Regions from separate parts of the Sus scrofa genome. Here regions 1 and 2 are each linked to region 3. Evidence: chromatin contacts called from public Hi-C data. All regions are on one chromosome and are shown on one strand. Each heading gives the region's core, a stretch centred on a gene start, on an enhancer-like site or on the middle of the called end of the contact. The rest is flanking DNA. Distances are from core to core; before and after follow the strand shown.

Region 1 (4,442 bases), core at 769-3,268, 110 kb after region 3:
TGGATCGAGGGAACACTGGAACACCAGATGAGGCACAAAGCATGGTGTATACACTCCTGAAGCCAGATGCACAGATGTGCCCGGTGGCAAGGTGGCAAACACCAGGTGGCCACATTCATGAAAGCAGTAAGGGTCACCCAGGCACAGGCACACACCTCCCTCAGCCAAAAGGCACAGGCCCTCTGAGTTTAGCCATCCTGTCTTTCCAAGTGACTTACTCATCAGTTATGGATTGGAAAATATCCAGCTCACAACAACATTCTGCATAAAACTTGTGTTCGAAGATTTTTTCTGTTTTTTTTTTTTTAAACTTGTCTCTCTGCTCCCGGACTTAACCCAGTGATTCTCTCTTGCACAGGGTTACCCTTGGTCTCCTAGGCTGATCCTGAGTAGGTTATACATCTTGGATGTTGAGCCAAGATATTTTGGACATGAGTTTAAAACACTTCACGTTAAACTACCCAGTCCATAAATTGGTTGAATTCACAGGGATTGGACCAGATGTTTCCCCACTCTTAGCTCTGAGAGATTCTCTAATTGCGCTGTGTATAAACAGACCAAAGGAACAAACTTCGAAGAGAAACAGGTTACTAGGTAAAGGGCTCATTAGTTTTCCTCCAGGTTTATAAATCGGGCTAAGCCATAATAGATGAACCATGTGGAAAAGGACAGCCACAGCTACAAAGTCAGATGGAGAAACATACCATGAGAGACAGAAGGGAGAGAAACAGCCTCTGCTTGAGGTTTTTAATACTGAAAGGACAGCACTTCTTGTCTGCCCTTCCTCCTTGGCTGGGAGCCTATTGGAGGACAAGAGTAACAATACCCCCTCCTGGGTGGGTCACACTTTCACTTTTAGGAAGGATTTCCCCCTAATTCTTTCATTCTAATCTGCAACCCTGTAAGAGATCACAATTCCATCTTCTGAATCAGCGTGTCCACGGGATGGCTCTAACTCCTGAGAATCATCAGTTCTCAACACCCCCAGATTCATCAGAAACCCCAGTTTCTTTTTTTTTTTCTAACTTCCACATGCTTCTGAGAGGAACCAGATCAGGGCCCACAGGCGGCATGGAAGGGAGCGGGAGAGGCGAGTGAGGGGTGTCCCTGGAGGAGGATGGATGAAACCATTAATGAAGGGTAGAGGGGAGCATCAAAGCTTACTCTTGAGGTCAGAAGGTGACATAAGGCAAACTTTTGAGATTTGACCTTCTACTTTGGGGAAAGCCCGACCAGAAAGGGGCTTTTCTACCATCAGAATGTCCAGAGAGTGCCCACCTGTAGCCAGGAGAGCCTTTCCTCCTGGCCCAAGAGCCCACAGAGGTCAAGAAGGAGCTCCACTCCCACCAGAAAATGGGGTGCCATCTGTCACCAGGGGGTCCCAGCCCACCCGAGAGGTCATCCACCAAGACAACCAAGCTCCAAGGGATTGCCCAAGAAGGCGATGGTGCAGACCAGACCTGTCACCTGGACCTCCCGAAGGTGCTGGGGAACGAAGGGAGTCCCCTCCCCGCCCACGCGGACAGAGCTCATTGCCTACCTGGAGCTCGCCCTCAGTGCGGTGCAGTCCCAGGCGCCGAAGCCCCACTGCTAAGTCGTTGACACACAAGCCGCCGTCGCGGTTGACGTCGAGAGTCTGGAAGAGGCTCCACAGGCGCAGCTGGTGGTCCGGCCCCCGCAGACGGCGCCGCCGCACGGGTCTACAGACGCCGGCGACGAGGCGGACGAAGAGGCGGTGGCGGCGGCGTCCGGCGGCGGGGAAGCCACGCAGCGGCACAACACACTGCTCACCATCGGGCGCGAGGCAAGGGCAACGGGCCGGCGGGGAGAGCACGAAAGATACGCGGGTGTCCCCAGACACTGAGCGCGGGCTCAGGGATGCCGGCAAGCTGGCCGGATGGGCGGCTTCCGGGAGCCCGGCCCCGCCTCTTGCCGCCTGGATGGTCACGCCCCTAGGCACGACGCCCGCCACTCATAGACCGGACGGCCACCTAGAGAGGCGGAGCCTCCCCAAGAACTGCCCACGCGGCCCTGGACTTACCCAGATCAATGGAGAGGGCGGGCGATCTCTGCTCAGCCAGGGGCCGATTCAAACTGAGGGAGGTGGGGATTGGCTGGGTCCGGCCGAGAGAGGAAGTCACGCTGTGATAGGCACAAGTCTTGTGATTGGCAGGCAGAAGGCCCCGTGTCATATTTCCATTGAGAAACGTGGTTTAGATGAAGGAATCGTAAAGATTGGAGGAGCTGTCCTATTCGTAGAGATTGTAATATCCGGTGAGAAGTAGGATTTACGTGAGGAGCAACTGTGAGATGCGCTTGCAAGGCAGAATTTGCGCACCTGGATGGAATTAAAAATTAATTGGCCAACATCTCAGGCCGCAAGCACTAGAGATCCTCAGGAGGCCGAGTTTTGGTAATCTAACTCCCTAAACCACAAATAAAAGAGCTGAATTTAACGGCGCAAAACTCGTAAAACTGATGATTGAACGACATGACTATTTTCCAATGGAAATGAATTAAGGCTAGGTTGGGTGGCGCGCTCCGTAGCGACAGACACGCCTTTAGACCAATCATCAGGCCAATTTCAGTAAATAGGCGGGCCCTTGGTTGAATGACAGATGGAAAGAACCAGTGAGCGACGTAATCTGTGAGCCTCGGCCAACCGGGAGGGTGGGTCCCCTGGAGAAGCTCTGGGAGGCGGGAAGAGGGGAAGTGGGCGGATCTCCGCACATCCCGGCGGAAGAGGCAGATTCAGGAAGCCATTACGCAGCTGGCTGGCAGCGGCTGAGCGAGTCGGAGCTGGGCCCTACGCAGTTTGCGTAACGAGGGGGGTTACCAAAGGCCTGGTGCTTGGCCTTGGACAAGCCCAGCCTATCCTCTGTAGGAGGGGGTGGGTGAGGAGCGAGGCTAAGGGAGAAGAGAAGGGGAATTTGGGCGGGTAGGGGATTATAATTTATTTAAAAGGCGGGGTGGGGAGAGGCCATGGCTGTCCCAGCCAAGAAGAGGAAGATGAACTTCTCTGAGCGAGAGGTGGAGATCATCGTGGAGGAGTTGGAATTGAAGAAGCACCTGCTGGTGAACCACTTCAACGCCGGGGTCCCTCTGGCTGCCAAGAGCGCAGCGTGGCATGGCATCCTGAGAAGGGTCAATGCCGTGGCCACCTGCCGCAGGGAGCTGCCCGAGGTCAAGAAAAAGTGGTCTGATCTCAAGACCGAGGTCCGTCGCAAGGTTGCCCAGGTCCGGGCGGCTGTGGAGGGTGGTGAGGCCCCAGGGCCCACTGAGGACGACGGAGCCGGTGGGCCTGGGACAGGTGGTGGCAGTGGCGGTGGTGGCCCAGCTGTAGCCCCGTACTGCTCACCCCCATGCAACAACGCATCTGCAACCTCCTGGGCGAGGCCACCATCATCAGCCTGCCCAGTACCACAGAGATCCACCCCGTGGCCCTTGGACCCACAGCCACTGCAGCCGCAGCCACAGTCACCCTGACACAGAGTGAGTGACCTCTCCCGCCCAGTCTGGCGAGCCTAAATGGGAAGGGCCAGCAAGAGCTGGGGCAGCCCAGGGAAGGTTGGCTGCCAAGGGTCAAAGGTCAGATGGGAGCCTTGGAAGACCACGAGGCCTTCTAAGAGCTCCGCAAGCAGAAACGATCTTGTTTTTTCTGGACTTCCTCAGCATGCAGTCTGGACTTCTGACAGGCTGGCTTGCTCTCCACTGTGTGGCCACCATTCGTGTCCATGACTGAACTATGTGGTCCTTGAAGACAGAGACCCTGTTTGTATCCTCACAGGACTTATCACAGGGCCTGGCACACCGTGGGCAGGCAGGACACATTTGTTGAACCAATAGGTGGATGGACATCGATTCTGGACAAAGACATTCCAGTTTCCAGGGTGGTGAGCATCCATCAGGCACTGCTGAGGAGCCTCATGGTTCCTGGTGTTATTCTGCTCCTCTGGTCACGCCTCAAACCTTAGCGCGATTCTGTGCCAGACCCTGTGCTCGGCGCTGGGATTACCAAGGTGTCTAAGAGATGGGCCAGTTATATTCTAGTAGGTCAGATAAGACACATATGTCGATAATGGCACTGTCAGTTGGGAGGCCCTAAGAGCTCAGAAGAGAAAGGGGGCTTCTTGGTGGGGGTGGAAGCACACAGTAGATGTTGGCATTAAAAAAGGGGTGGAGAAGACTCACCTTTTCCTACAGGCTTTTTTTTTTTTTTTTTGTCTCTTTGCCATTTTTTGGGCCGCTCCCGTGGCATATGGAGGTTCCCAGGCTAGGAGTTGAGTTGGAGCTGTAGCCGCTGGCCTATGCCAGAGCCACAGCAACACGGGATCTGAAGCGCATCTGCAACCTACACCACAGCTCACGGCAATGCCGGATCCTTCACCCACTGAGCAAGGCCAGGATCGAACCCACAAACTCATGGTTCCTAGTCGGACTCG
Region 2 (4,067 bases), core at 1,257-3,756, 79 kb before region 3:
AAGGGCCTACTGGGTGCTTGGCACTGGGAACACAGTGATGCCAAGACAGACCCTGCCCTCGGGAAGCTTAAGGTAGGGGAGGGGATCTGTCTACCCCCTCGCTCCTGGCAAATTCTTCCCATACCCTTAGGGAGGGGTCTGCAGCTACACTGGTGCTATGTAACCCAGGACACAAATTGGCACATGAGTGGCCAGTCAGATCCCCTCACATGTGAAATGCACGTTCAAAGGCTGCTCAGTCTATGCCATGTGGCTGCAGCACGGTGTGTGGGGAAACCCAGGAGTTGTGGAAGAGCCAGCTTCCCCTGGACACCTGCAGAGGGAGTATGGAGACCACGTGCAGACAGAGAACATGGGCCCCACAGAGACTGGGAGAACCACGGCTTTCCAGTTCCTAGTTCCTGGTCTTTTGAGCCTGACCACACATTACCTGAGACAGCAACTGTGACCTCCGGGCACCAGCGGCACAGTCCTGTTTTTATGCTGAGCTAGGTTTCAGTTACTGGGCACTAGTTAAAAGTTATCTTAGGAGTCCCCTGGTGGCTTAGTGGGTTAAGGACCTGGCATCATCACTGCTGTGGTGTGGGTCTGATCCCTGGCCTGGGAACTTCCGCATGCCTCGGGTGAGGCCAAAGTAGTTATCTTAAGCACACTGAGGACCCCAAGGAGACTTACTCAGATATGAATTGGGAGATCTCCTTGTCCAGCATGTCCCTCTTCTCCTTCAGCCTCTGAATGTCAAGGTGCAGAGAATCCTCACTGGCTGCATCAGCCTGGTCACACGTGGCAGATGGCCGCTGAGTGGCACAAAGAGTCATTAGCTGGACGGACCAACTATCCGCAATTCAGAACCTACAAGTTGTCCCCCAGTTGCCTGTCCCTGCTTCTGGTTGGTAACAGACACCCTCCACCCAAGAACAGGACTACATTTCCCAGCTTCCCTTGGAAATCGGATGGGATCCTACAGCTAAGTTCTGGCAAGTGGAACTTAATCAGATATGGTGTATGCCACGTCTGGGAATTGCCTTCCAAGGGAGAAGGCATGCTTTTCTGTGGTCTCCCTCCTTCCTGCCAGCTGGAGGGATGCTGGAGTTGAAAGGCGTCCTGGATTATAGAGGGGGCCTGATGATTGTTTAAGCCTTCATTACTTGGGGTTTTCTTTTACTCTCAGCCAAACTCATCTTTACCTGGTCCCCAGTCTGACCCGAGAATCCACTTCAGGTCCACCTCTTGGGTTCTCCTCTCAAATCTATGTTATCCCTGGGTTTATAGTCTCACTGGGTAGCAAAACCCTTCTGTTCATCTTTGTCCTTTCTGGCTCTAAAAGCTTCAAGGGCTGGTGCCTGATACTCGGCTAGTCTTCAGGAAATGGGTGTTGGAGCAACTCTAATACAAGAGACAGAGGCAGACGTGGTTCCCATATTTAGGATAGGGGCTTTTAACCAGTCAACGGACCATGAGTAAATACTAGCTGCCAGGCACAGGCAAAGGCTCCAGAGGTTTAGCAATGGATAAGACATCCAGGCTTGATCCCCTGCCCTCATAGACTGTAGAGCCTCGTCCCAGACATAAAACACCCAACAATTAGGCTCTTCTTCCAGAGAGTCCCATTTACAGCTCTCCTCACAGGTCCCACCTCATCAGAAAAGGCTTCCTGACCACCCCAGCTAAAATGGCCACTCCTCAGTCACTCACGAGCCCCTTGTCCTGATGTTTTCTTTCTTTCTTTCTTTTTTTTGGCTTTTGTTGTTTCAAGGCCGTACCCTCAGCATATGGAGGTTCCCAGCCTCAGGGTCTAATTGGAGCTATAGCTGCCTGCCTACACCACAGCCACAGCCATGCCAGATCTGAGCCACATCTGCGACCTACACCACAGCTCACAGCAACGCTGGATCCTTAACCCACTGAGCGAGGCCAGGGATCGAACCTGCAACCTCATGGTTCCCAGTCGGATTTGTTTCTGCCGCGCCACCACGGGAACTCCCTGTCCTGATGTTTTTAACATCAGTCACCACCCGACATGTTGTACATTTCAGGAATAATATTATGTTCATTGTCAGTCTTATACCCCGGGGCTGTAAACACCATGAGAGCAGGGACTTTGTTTTATTCACTGCTGATTGCCCTGTGTCTATAACAGTCTCTGGCGCATAGCAGGTATTATCTCAAATGAGTCCGTCAAACAGCCAATCAACTAACTGCCATCTGCAAAGTGCTTTGAAGTACAGGGAGCCAAGGGAGTGTCTCACAGAGCCACTGGCCTGAGCCAGAAAGTGGGGCTGAGATTTCTCTGAGGAAGCTCAGCTTTAAAGGATGCGTAGGTATCAGTTTGGCCAAAAGCTGGAAAAACAGTATCCCAGACAGGGGTCAGTGTATCCAAATGCCCAAGACAGGAGAGAGCACATGTGTTTGAGGGAATGAGAGTGGTTTCCAAGGGGGTGGAACGGGTGAGGGAGGGACAGTGGGAGGGAGGGACAGTGGTGTGGAAAGAAGGAAACCAACCAACCACTTGTGGCGCTGGCAGGAAGGAGGAGAGACGGAGCCCACTTGCAGAGCCTGGGGTACCACTGACGAACGCCAGGATGCTCTTTCTTTTTTGAAGCTTGGTGGGCAGGAGGAAAAGAAGGGGAAGGACTGCGAAATGACCTGGACTTTCTCCGCAGAATGAGGTCAGCTGAGGGAAGACCTCGAAGAGGGCAGCGGGTGGGTCAGCCGCTGCTGGGGACGGAGAGGGGGGCTGGGAGCCGAGGGAGCTAACCGGGTGGGAGGGCCGGAGAGGGGGCAGAGGCATACTCACAGGGGATCGGAAGGCCCCGCGGCAGCTTTTGGAAAGTCCTGGTTGAGTCCTGGAGAGGAATCCAAGGGAAAAAGTTGATTGGACCCAGAGTCCGCCTCGGCAGGAAAGCGGTACTCTGGGGGTGTGAGAGGAGGGACAGCCGTGCGGGAGGAGCGACCGCGACTGGATGCTCCCGGGATCAGGGTGGGGTTCCTCGAGGAGGGTATTCGGACAGGGGGTAGAGTGTGGAGGAGCGGATGGAGGCCTCTGGAGCTGATCTCAGGGAAAAGAAAGTTGGGGGCAAAGCTACGGGAGCGAGAGGGACTGGGAAGGGATGTGCTTTCCCCGTGCTGTCCGCTCCTCGCCCACCTCCTCAGCCCTGGGGTTCGGGGCCCCCGACTCGGGGGGGTCTGCAGTGCAGGAGGGTCCAGGGCGAGGGCGAAAAAGAGGCCTCTCAGCCCGCCAGCTATTCCGAATCCTGTGATGGAGACCAGGAGTCGTTATACAGCCAGCTGCGCGCGCACCCTGCGAGAGCAGGCCCCGCCCCTCCCCCCGCCGAGGTGGGCGGGGACCGCGGCTGCGCGCGCAGCCTGTATTATGACTCCACCCGTTCCACCTGGCTCGCGGCGGCCTAGCCACGCCCCCTTTTCCTTTCATCTTTCCAATCGGCCAATGGGATTGGAGAATCTAGGCCACGCCCACGCCGCTGCTGCCTAGAACCGCCCCGGTCCCTCCTTTTCTGGCTCAGTCGCACAGTGGCGCGGTGACTGCCGGAAGCAATTCCGCGGTGGTTGCCGGGATCGTGCTGATGTGGCCCCCCCTTCCCCCGCCCCGTCCCGGGATGTCGGAAGAAACCCGACAGAGCAAATTGGCTGCGGCCAAGAAAAAGGTAAAACACGCGGGGTCGCGGCTCCCTGACTCAGCCCGAGACCCCTTCGATGGCCGGGCCATGGCCAGAGTCTGTGCTGCCTCCAAGGCACACGGGGCGAGCCCCTCGGCGCCCCTTGGCGCCCCCCTCAAAAAGTCTTCTCAGCCAGTCCCGCCCCCTGGCAGCCCAGCCCCCGCCCTCACTCGTCACCCCCGGGTGACTTTGGGCTGGTGACCCCCGGGGCTTCCCGCTTCAGGTTCGGCCCTCGCCTCCCGCCGCCCAGAACCGGACCTCTTGGGCTCCCTGGGCTCCCTAGTCTCCCGGTCTCCAAGGACCTCGGTCCTGGCCTTGCGCTCCCCTCCCCCACCGCGGAGCGGCGACTCGGGCGTCGGGAGGGAGGAGTGGAATGTAGTTACGTCATAA
Region 3 (4,332 bases), core at 1,712-4,211:
ATATACCTTCAAAAAAAAATGTCCTCTCCCTCCCCATGATAAAGTTATCCAAACTGATCACAGCAAATTGAAAAAAAAAAAAAAAAAAGGAGAGAGAGAGAGAGAAAGCCATCTCTCCCACAGACCCACTACACACGTATATTTCTCCTTTCTAAAACCAGGACATAATGTGTATGCAGTTTTGTAACCTGCTGAGTTGACTTCACATCATCAATGTGAATGTTCAAATATCCTTTGAGGGAGTTCTCTGATGGCCTAGCAGGTTGAGGCTCCTGCGTTCTCACTGCTGTGCAGTGTAGGTTCGATCCTTGGTGCAGGAATTCCCACATACTACCACACGGGAAAAAGAAAAAGAAACATCAATCAATCAAACAAAGAGACAAAAAAAACAAGAGAGAACCTGAAATAAACGTGGCAACCCTCATTTAAAACAAAATCCTGGGAGTTCCATGGCGCAGTGGAAACGAATCCGACTGGGAATCATGAGGTTGCAGGTTCGATCCCTGGCCTCGCTCAGTGGGTTAAGGTTCTGGCGTTGGGTTGCCATGAGTTGTGGTGTAGGTCGCAGATGCAGCTTGGATCTGGTGTTGCTGTGGCTCTGGCACAGAACAGCAGCTGTAACTCTGATTAGACCCTTAGCCAGGGATCTCCATATGCTGTGGGTGCAGCCCTCAAAAGATGAAAGACAACGACAACAATAACAACAGAATCCTAAAAGACAAAAAAAATTAAATAAAAATAACAGCAAATCCTTTGGAGTTCCGGTTGTGGCACAGTGGTTAACGAATCTGACTAGGAACCATGAGGTTGCAGGTTCGATCCCTGGCCTTGCTCAGTGGGTTAAGGATCTGGCGTTGCCGTGAGCTGTGGTGTAGGTCGCAGACACAGCTCAGATCCCGCGTTGCTGTGGCTCTGGTGTAGGTTGGCAGCTACAGCTCCAATTAGACCCCTAGCCTGGGAACCTCCATATGCCGCAGAAGTGGCCCTAGAAAAGGCAAAATAATAATAATAATAATAAACAAAATCCTTTGAGGAGTCCCCATTGTGGCTCAGTGGAAACAAATCTGACTAGCATCCATGAGGACGCAGGTTCGATCCCTGCCTTGCTCAGTAGGTTAAGGATCCGGCGTTGCTGAGGCTGTAGTGTAGACCGCTGGCTACAGCTTCGTTTCAACCTCTAGCCTGGGAACCTCCATATCCCGCAGGTGTGGCCTTAAAAACACAAAAATAAAAATTAAAAATATGAAAAAATCCTTTGAAATAATTCCTGAAGGCTGTGTGCCTTAGGAGGCGGACACCAATGCTTTATTTAGCTGTTCCCCAAAGTTGATTATTTTCCAGACAGCTATGATAAATCATGTTTCTGTGAGTGACTTGCTGGGTTTTGAAAAGACTTCTTTCTGATTATTTTCTTGGGCTAGATTCCTATAAGTGGGGTGACCAGATCAAGGGGCAAGGTGTTCAAGGCGTTCAAGAGTCTTGATGGAGAATTTGCAGAATGCTTTCTGGAAAGGTGAACCAACACAGGAATCCAGTGCTGGCTTCTCTACCTTTACCACCACGAACATTATTTTTAGCTTTTTGTACTTTGGCAATTTGCTAAGCTCGCCCTGTGCCAGGTGCCAGTGCTAAACGTTATGTAATAGCATCCTCACACATACAACTCTTCCCCCGGGAGGGGGTACTCATTTTACAGACGAAGAAAGGCTCAGGTCCGCCAGGGGCGCCTAGCCACAAGGCAGCGGGACCCCAATTCAATCCCGGACCCCTCCGAGGTCCCAGATAGATCTATCTGTTTGGAAGCCTGGGCGATCTTGACTTGACCCCACCCCTTCTTCCTTGGTTCTCACTGGAGCCGAGCGTTCTAATCTGGGTGGATACGATGCTGTCACACTCTCTTCTCTAGCGCTCCCTGCCCTCCATAGATAAAACCCAACTCTTCAGGCCCGTGTTCAAAGCCTGGTTGCCCTTCCGCCCAAGGCGCGAAGTCCCCTGAGTCTAGCCGCGCCCAGCCCTCCCGCCTAAGTCCAAGCAGAGTTAGGCACCTCTGTGCGGCCGCCCGGGGCGGCGGTAGAGCGGGTCCCGAGCTTTAGGGAAGCACTGGTCACATGACTGCAGTGATTGGTTGACACTCGGGTCTCCTTGGGTGGACCTCAGGTCTGCGCATCCCTAGCGCCACCATGCGCCGTGCGGCATGTGGTCTGCGCCTAAAGCAAAGTGAGCGCATTGCCTGGGGCTGTTAAGAGTTGAGGACGGCTTTGAGTAACTGCAAAGGGGAGAGAGATTGCTATTTAGTAACGCAGCTCGGTGACTCGAAGTGGGGGCCATTGGGAAGGGCGCCGGGGCGCAGGACGGAGTCGTAATTAAAGGGTCTTTGCTGGCAGCACCATTCGGGGGCAGGATGCGCGCCGGGTTTTGTTGTGGTTGTTTTAACCATTGAACTCAGCCCTCCTCACCCGCCCCCGAGTCAAATCCTAGGGGGAAAAAACAGTAACTTTCAAACCCACCTCCCATACCTTTTAGGGCAAATTCTTCTGCCCCGCTATGCCGATCGCCTTCTCGCCCGGTCTCAGTCCCCTAATGTACAGCTGCACGCCCCTCCCATCCCAGCCCCGCGCGGGGCCCTTGATCGCGGGACAGTGGCACCCGCGGGGAGGTCGGTTGGAGACGGTCCCCGCCAGACGACAGATCACTCTGGGTGGCGACGGATGGACTTTGGGCTCAGAGCAGCCCCTTCACGATGCGGAGAACGAGGGACGGAGGGTCTGCTCTGCTCAGGACCGCCTCGCAGCCCGGAACTAAGCCCTCCACTACCCAGCCGCTGGGTGAGCAGGCACCGCCCCTGCCGCGTTGCGGGTGCGCTGGGCAGGATCTCGCGACGCGGCGGGCGCCACCCGGACCTCCCGGCCTCCAGAGGGCGCTGCCTGGGCCCGGCCTGCAGACCGCCTTCGGAAGCGCCAGGCCCCGGCGGAGCTGCGGGGAGCCGGGGATCCGCGAGCCGGAGCCTCCCGGCCTGTCCGGCCTGCCCTGCCGCTGGGGCCTACGCGACCGCGGCGAGAGTGCGGGGAGGAGGCCGTGCGATTCCCGCCCTGGGAGGCGAGGGGCGCGGGCCGGGCACCGCTGGGGGGACGGCCGAAGACTTAGGGGCCCCTTGAACGGAGGCTGCGGGCTTCGCGGGCAGGTGGGGATACCGGATTTGAAGTGTAATGCTGGCTCGATCTGTAAAGGAAGGGGTTAGTGGAATGGGGGTGGGGAGTAGAGTGGAGGGAAGCCTGTCCTACTTCGTTCTTGGATGAAAGTGAAAGGTAGCGGCGGGGGTGGGGGCGGGGGCTGATGTTATTGACATAAAATGTGCGCTTGGGACGGGGTGGGCGTATCAAAGGGGTGTGAGTGGAGAGGGGCTGGCATCGGTACGCGATTGGCGCGGAGAATGGCCGAAGGGTGGGGTGGGAGGTGTATTTGTGTCGGACGCTCCTCCAGGAAGGACCGAGCGGGAGAGTTGGCGAGATAGGGGGCGGGGTCGGACGTTTGAAAGGGGGACTGTTGGAAAGATTTGGGGGAAATTGGCAGGAGGCGGGGGGGCGAACCCTTCTGCTGGTGGAATTGGAGGGGTTTTGAAAGGATGGGCCGCAAGTGTGGCCAGCTCTGGGCAGGACCGGGACAGTAGCTGTGAAACTCAGCCGCGGTATTTGAGCGCCGCGGGCTGGGAGTGGGTGACGGAGATCCGGCCTGACTCCCCCCGCCTTCCCTCAGCCACCATGTTCAACCAGCAGCAGCAGCAGCAGCTCCAGCAGTTCCAGCAGCAGCAGCAGCAGCTTCAGCAGCAACAGCTTCAGCAGCAGCAGCTACAACAGCAGCAGTTGCTGCAGCTCCAGCAGCTGCTCCAGCAGTCCCCTCCGCAGGCTCCTCTGCCCATGGCCGTCAGCCGGTGAGCTCCCACTGGAGGGGTGGGTGGCTTTAGCCCAGCCCCTCAGATGCATGCCTTGGTGCGTCCCCTCCCCCAAGACATTTCTCCCCGGAGCATCCCTGTCTGAGTCCTGGAGGCCCCTACTCCCCACCCCAAGGGGATCCTCTGTCTGCTGTAGAGGCAGGCAGAGAATGGAGGAGAGGGATCTCAGGGAGGAGGGAGGATCTGACTCTCCCAGTAACCGTCTGACTCCTGCTCTCAACACCCAGGGGGCTCCCCCAGCAGCAACCACAGCAGCAGCTCCTGAATCTCCAGGGCACCAGCTCCGCCTCCCTCCTCAACGGCTCTGTGCTGCAGAGAGCTTTGCTTCTGCAGCAGTTGCAAGGTACGGCCGCCGGCCCTGTCTCTCTCCATCCTAAGGGTAG

The links. A called contact is a pair of places that touch in the nucleus more often than the background predicts.
Region 1: a Hi-C map of skeletal muscle shows a contact between it and region 3, with 3 times the contacts expected there. The contact joins the promoter of NAIF1 here to the promoter of CIZ1 in region 3. A contact is called at or near these places in 4 of 47 Hi-C or Micro-C datasets (epiblast stem cells, heart right ventricle, liver and 1 more) and 1 of 2 datasets of contacts at active chromatin or transcription factors (alveolar macrophages).
Region 2: a contact with region 3 is called in a Hi-C map of liver, with 3 times the contacts expected there. The contact joins the promoter of GOLGA2 here to the promoter of CIZ1 in region 3. A contact is called at or near these places in 2 of 5 promoter capture datasets (fetal skeletal muscle and liver), 5 of 47 Hi-C or Micro-C datasets (embryonic fibroblasts, liver, mesenteric adipose tissue and 2 more) and 2 of 2 datasets of contacts at active chromatin or transcription factors (alveolar macrophages and skeletal muscle).

What each region holds. Positions count from the first base shown.
Region 1 is chr1:268,529,104-268,533,545 of Sscrofa11.1, reverse strand. NAIF1 (nuclear apoptosis-inducing factor 1) reads left to right here and starts at 2,018. Exons shown (of 5, transcript XM_003480616.4): 1 at 2,018-3,340; 2 at 3,343-3,492. The coding sequence starts at 2,983. It overlaps SLC25A25 (solute carrier family 25 member 25), which reads right to left and starts at 1,794. Exons shown (of 11, transcript NM_001164510.1): 1 at 1,673-1,794; 2 at 1,541-1,670. The coding sequence starts at 1,794.
Region 2 is chr1:268,719,613-268,723,679 of Sscrofa11.1, reverse strand. GOLGA2 (golgin subfamily A member 2) reads left to right here and starts at 2,506. Exons shown (of 26, transcript XM_021069501.1): 1 at 2,506-2,669. It overlaps SWI5 (a long non-coding RNA gene), which reads right to left and starts at 3,448. Exons shown (of 5, transcript XR_001306646.2): 1 at 3,146-3,448; 2 at 2,798-2,846; 3 at 676-797.
Region 3 is chr1:268,640,693-268,645,024 of Sscrofa11.1, reverse strand. CIZ1 (cip1-interacting zinc finger protein) reads left to right here and starts at 2,961. Exons shown (of 19, transcript XM_013993898.2): 1 at 2,961-3,181; 2 at 3,754-3,928; 3 at 4,177-4,292. The coding sequence starts at 3,759.